2 separate regions of the Mus musculus genome follow, and region 2 is linked to region 1. A link is a contact called in public Hi-C data. All regions are on one chromosome and are shown on one strand. The core of a region is the stretch at or near the end of the contact, and the rest is flanking DNA. Distances in the headings are between cores, read along the strand shown. Region 1 overlaps Stx8 (syntaxin 8). Region 2 overlaps Ntn1 (netrin 1).

What was found. A called contact is a pair of places that touch in the nucleus more often than the background predicts.
Region 2: a contact with region 1 is called in a Hi-C map of uterus, with 2.8 times the contacts expected there. The contact joins two enhancer-like sites. A contact is called at or near these places in 2 of 484 Hi-C or Micro-C datasets (the HL-1 cell line and uterus) and 1 of 115 datasets of contacts at active chromatin or transcription factors (double positive thymocytes).

The regions. Positions count from the first base shown.
Region 1 is chr11:68,084,978-68,087,677 of GRCm38.p6, reverse strand. All of the region lies in intron 6 of Stx8 (syntaxin 8), which reads right to left. Among named protein-coding and RNA genes, the nearest start is that of Stx8, 120 kb to the right of the region's middle. Within about 2 kb of position 1,292, at least 15 of the 459 cell types and tissues checked have an H3K27ac peak or open chromatin away from gene starts, as enhancers often do. A contact at or near this core is called in uterus, where this site is marked.
Region 2 is chr11:68,278,646-68,281,430 of GRCm38.p6, reverse strand. All of the region lies in intron 2 of Ntn1 (netrin 1), which reads left to right. Among named protein-coding and RNA genes, the nearest start is that of Mir6406, 59 kb to the right of the region's middle. Within about 2 kb of position 1,345, at least 7 of the 459 cell types and tissues checked have an H3K27ac peak or open chromatin away from gene starts, as enhancers often do. A contact at or near this core is called in uterus, where this site is marked.

The DNA of each region.
Region 1 (2,700 bases), core at 43-2,542:
GGACACGTGATGCTTGGAGGATATAAATAAAACTCATTGTACAGTGACGGGGGCTGAGCAATACTTGTGGATCTCGAGTCTTCACTGATCTTTGCTTCCCTCAGAGGCACAGCAGAGAAGTTCTCCTGGTCCCTCCTGCTGACTGGAGCCGAGGCTGAGGCATGGCTGTCTCTGCTAGGTCGTGCCACCACTGCTGATTCCTGCTCGCTATCCCGATTCTCCTGAACTAGACTGCTGGTGTATCTGGGAAGTGCTTGTGAGTGGGCTGAGCTGCTGCTGCTGCTAACCTGTGAACTGAACTGCCGATTTCCAGACAGCACAGATGGGAGTTGCTCCAAAGAACTATTTCTAAACAGGTCCACTTCCCCGTATCCTTCCTTTTCCACTACCTCTGGTAGATGGTGGGCTATAAGGGAGGTTAAAGCATTTAAGAACCATCATTAAAAATAGGATTTGAGTGGCTGGTGAGATGTCTCAGTGGTTAAGAGAGCCGACTGCTCTTCCAAAGGTCCCGAGTTCAAATCCCAGCAACCACATGGTGGCTCACAACCATCTGAAACGAAATCTGATGCCCTCTTCTGGAGTGTCTGAAGACAGCTACAGTGTACTTACATATAATAAATAAATGAATTAAAAAAAAACATTGTAAAACTTAATTAAAAATAGGATTTGAAAAAAAGAATTAAAGTTACAAGACAGAAAGGAAACAAAACTCATAAGAAGCCTGAGACATTGGGAAGGCTAAGAAGTGGCAGTATCTATATAGAAACTTATCAGCTTAGTTTGCAGAAAGTACATATGTTGGCAACTGGTAGCAAACCTTACGGTGTCAGGGTTTTTGACATGCATAAGTGTAAGCCGTGAGCTGCCATGTGAGTGCTGGGAATCAAACCTGGGTCTTCTAGAAGATCAGTCAGTGTGCTTAACCGCTGAGCTATCTCTCAAAACCCAATAAAACACATCTCAAGACTTGAGAGAGCAGCAGCGTAAGGAAGCTCAGGGACGGAGAGATGAATCAGTTGGTACAAAGTGTGGCATGCACGTGTGATAGGAGGTGGAGACTGGAGGATCCGCTGGCCTGCCTGGCAGCACTCATGACCAAACACAATGAGGGAGCCACCTGAGGAAGGACACCCGAAGTTGTCCTCTGACCTCCACATTCGTGCACATATGCACGCACACAGTGAGCAGACTGTGCTCTGTCTACCAGACCGGCCAGAGCAGCTGCTGTTGACCATGCTGGGAGCTGCTCAGAGAGCACAGGAGGGAGGAAAGGAGGGAGCAATCAACTCCACTTGAAGCAGTAAACATGCCAAATGTGGGAAGGGAAGACAGCCAGACCAGACCAGCGCATTACTGAAAGCTCAGAGTATTTAAAACCATAACAACAACGACTAATATTTACTGAAAATGTGCCATATGCTAAGCGATCATTTCCCAGTCGTGAGGTGGACAGAGTTAGTTATAAAGTTATAAGAAATTCTGCACTACTGATCAGCCAGCATATTTAAGGTATGAAATACAAATGAAAGCAAAATTTTTCATTAGGCTTATGGATCTTTATTATAGTAAAATATTCATAGTAAAGATGAAAAGCAAAGGCTGAGGGTGTTCTGTGGTAGAATGCCTGCACAGCACACATGTGGCCCTGGGTTTGACCCTTGACACTGCCAATGACAACTAAGAATCTCCTTACCAGCAACACTGGCAGACGGTTACCTTGCATATACCAAACTGCTGCTGAAGACACGAATATAGGGGCTGGAGAGATGGCTCAGCGGTTAAGAGCATGGACTGCTCTTCCAGAGGTACTGAGTTCAATTCTCAGCAACCACACCAGCAAGAGTGTACTCATATACATAAAATAAGTAATTCTTTTTTTTTTAAAGATTTATTTATTTTATGTATCTAAGTACACCATTGCTCTATTCAGACACACCAGAAGAGGGCATCAGATCTCATGCCCTCACAACAGATGGTTGTGAGCCACCATATGGTTGCTGGGAATTGAACTCAGAACCTCTGGAAGAGCAGTCAGTGCTCTTAACTGCTGAGCCATCTCTTCAGCCCCAAATAAATAATTCTTTAAACAAAAAAACAGTTATGTTATTTTTTAAAAAAGACATGACTATAACCAGAGTGTGGTCCAGGTCCTCTTAGGCCTTCATACTATCCAGCCCTGGGAAGTCCTTTCCAGTTTGCTTAGTTGACAGTCTGGTTTTTCTCTTGGAAGGAAATTATTACATGCTAAAAATACCTTCTGCTTACACCATCCAAAACAATTATACAGTAATACAAATGTGGGCTGAAACTGCACAGAAAGATACAATATAGGTCATTAGGATTAGTAAGCATCCAAGTAAGCAGTGTGTGTGTGTGTGTGTGTGTGTGTGTGTGAGAGAGAGAGAGAGAGAGAGAAAGAGTAGGAGTGAGTGTGTGAGAGTGAGTGTGTGTGTGTGAGAGAGAGAGTGTGAGTGTGGAAGTGTGTGTGTGGGAGTGAGTGTGTGTGAGAGTGAGTGTGTGTATGTGAGAGAGAGAGTGTGAGTGTGGAAGTGTGGGTGTGGGAGTGAGTGTGTGTGAGAGTGAGTGTGTATGAGAGTATGTGTGTGTGAGCGAGTGTGTGTATGTGAGAGTGAGTGTGTGTGTGTGTGTGAGAGAGAGAGAGAGAGAGAGTGGGAGTGAGTGTGTGTGAGAGTGTGT
Region 2 (2,785 bases), core at 96-2,595, 190 kb before region 1:
ACACAGAAGACATTTAGGTGGGGGAAGGAAATGGGAGTTGGTTCTTGGTGCCCTTTCTCTTTCCTGTCAGGTTTCTGGTTGAGGAGTGGAGTTGGGAAGTCCTTGCTCCCTACCCACCATTGCTTCTCATGAGCCTGAGATGAAGCTATAGGGGATGTGGCTGGCTCATCCCAACATGCTAGCTAGCAGACACACAGCTTAGAGTCTTTATGAGAGACCAGGGGACCCCCTAGATAGACTACCAAGTCACTCCAGTGGTGTGGGGCTCCTTGATCTGGGCCAAGCTGGTCCCTCAGGAGGGTCTCTGCTTCCCCACCCCCATCTCTCCTGAGTTGACCTCTGTTCTTACAAAGCTGCCCTTTCCTTCCCGCCTTGAAATCTGATAATGAAACTAATACCCAATATTTTTGCCTGGGAGAGAAGCAGGAGATAAACAGGAAGGCCCAGGGATTAGGGTGTCTCTCCGAGGCAGGGCCCACGGCTGGTGGGAGTTGGGTGACACCTCTTTGTGGACCTGAGAGATCCAGATGTGAGCCACTTTGCCCAGTGCATTTTTCCATCTGTGTAGAGAAAATAAAACAAAGAGAAAAGAAAACAAGCTATAAAATACTTTGCAGAAGTCTGAGCGTGGGTAATTATCACTTGATGCTCTTTGACAGCCCCAAGGAGGGGCAGGGGGTGCTTTTTGATGTTGGCCTCAGAGTTTTCTTTTGTATGACCAGTTGTTTGGAAAGAACCTTTTGTTGGCGTGAGGTGTGCATAGAAGGAGATCGGGCCTGAGCGTTCCCAAGGGGTAAGGAAGGCAGCCCTGCATTCCCAGAAGGGCTCAGAGGCCTGTTGGATGCTGGGCAGCTAGAGCCTCCTTTACAGGAGTGTGTCTACCTCTATGAAGGACCTAAAGATGCTGCTCTCTGTGTGCAGAGGAGGGCAGCGAGACCCCAGCGATCCTTGTGGATTCCCAGTACTGGGCAGGTGCCCCGGGTCTTGGGGTTTCTGTTCTTGCAGGAAAGATCTAAGTTCTGGCCTGTAGTTCAGGTCCAGCTGTTCTGTCTGGTGATGCTGGTCATCTTCTCTGGGACAGTCTAACGGCTGCCGGCCAGGACTTTACACACTGACTCCGGTGCTAGGCTGGCTGGCTGTTCACTGAGCCTCTCGGAGTAAGTCCTGTTCCTTGTCTCACTGAGTGAGTCCAGAGTCAGCGTCAGTGTGGCAGCCCTCCATGTAGAGGGTGGGGCAGCCATGCAGCTTCTGTGTCTGGTTGAACTCAGTCACCTGGGGACACCTGCTCAGGGACACTTTCAAGGTTCTTGGGAATCAGGTCTGTTCTCTAGTCTAAACTGGCTTTGAGCTGCTTCTCGACGGCAGGGCAGGCACTGTCTTTAACTCCACCTCTGCTTGTCAGCTGAGTGACTAATGGGCACTTGATTTGGGGACCGATTCCTGGAAGAACATTTAAAGAAGCTTGTAACACCAGAGAGCAAAATCCAGAACTTCACACGTAAAAATAGCATCCCAGTAAGAAACCAGTAAGAGACATTTACAGCTTATATAGTAGAAAAGGCAAACGTTTTAAGCCAACCATGGAGAGAGAAAATTTGGGCCACGGCTTGAACAGGCAAGGCACACAGGGAGATGGAAATGTAGACTCAAGGAGACGTACCTCCTCTTCTGTAGTCATGGACACAAGTCGATGTCAAGTCCCGGCCTTTTCCCCTGACAAGTTGCAAACATTCTTTTCTTAAATGTTGATACCAAATGTGTGTGTTGTTATTCTTTTCAAGGGTGTGGTGAAATGAGAGCTATCACTTCCTGCTAGTAGGAGGCAAAGCCAGTTCAGCCTTCCTTGAGGGCAACTTGGTGTTTTCTGATCCAAAGTTAAAAACACGGAGATCCAGAACTTAACTGAATTCTGCCTTTGAGGGCTGTACTACCTACCCATCATTAGTGGGAGCAGAGTGCTGATGTGCGTGCTCCAAGGTGGTTCAAGGTTTATAACGTGGGCAGTAGGGACCAGCTTTGAAGAGAACCTGCTTGCTCAGTGTGCCTGTCTCAGACTAAAGACCCACAATGTCTAAGAACCAGACAATCTTTAAAGATCATATTGACACTAAAAAAAATGTTTGTTCTGAGAAAAAGGCTACAAGGCTAGAGGCAAATGGGGATGGTCTACATTTAGGAAGCATACTAAGTAGCCCAGCAGGAAGCCCCTATACTCACAATGCCTGGTGAAAACAGGAGCGCACTTCCCCCTTTCTTCCTTTAGTTTTTAAGTATGCAGCATCAAGCATCATTTCTTGAGAAGCTGCGGAAAATGTGTATAGACTATGCAGCATAAAGACAGGGCAGTGAACTCAAGTATCCCTTTGGGGGATGTGCTGGGGCCTCATCCAAGCAAGGGCTAGCTGTGGGCTTGGGAATGACACTGAAATGACACCCCCTGGATGGTAAGATGGCTGCAGCCAGACGGAGAGGCATCTCCTGCAGGAAGACAAGCTGGCCTTGGAATGGGAGGGCCACTCTTACACTGGGCATGCTTCAGAAACTGACCAGAGTTCAGAATAAATGAAGCAGGAGGGATTGGGAGGCTGGGGAGTAGAGCTGAGGCCGGGGAGTGAGTAGGTCTGGCTTGTTAACAGCCTCCAGGGCTATGCTAAGTGACTTCGATTTTATCCTTATGGACACCCTCAGATTGATGTTTAGAAATCCCACTCTGGTCACAGTTGTCTCTATGAAGTGACTCCAGGACTCCCTGAAGATGCAAAAATTCCATCCCTTCTGTAAAGTG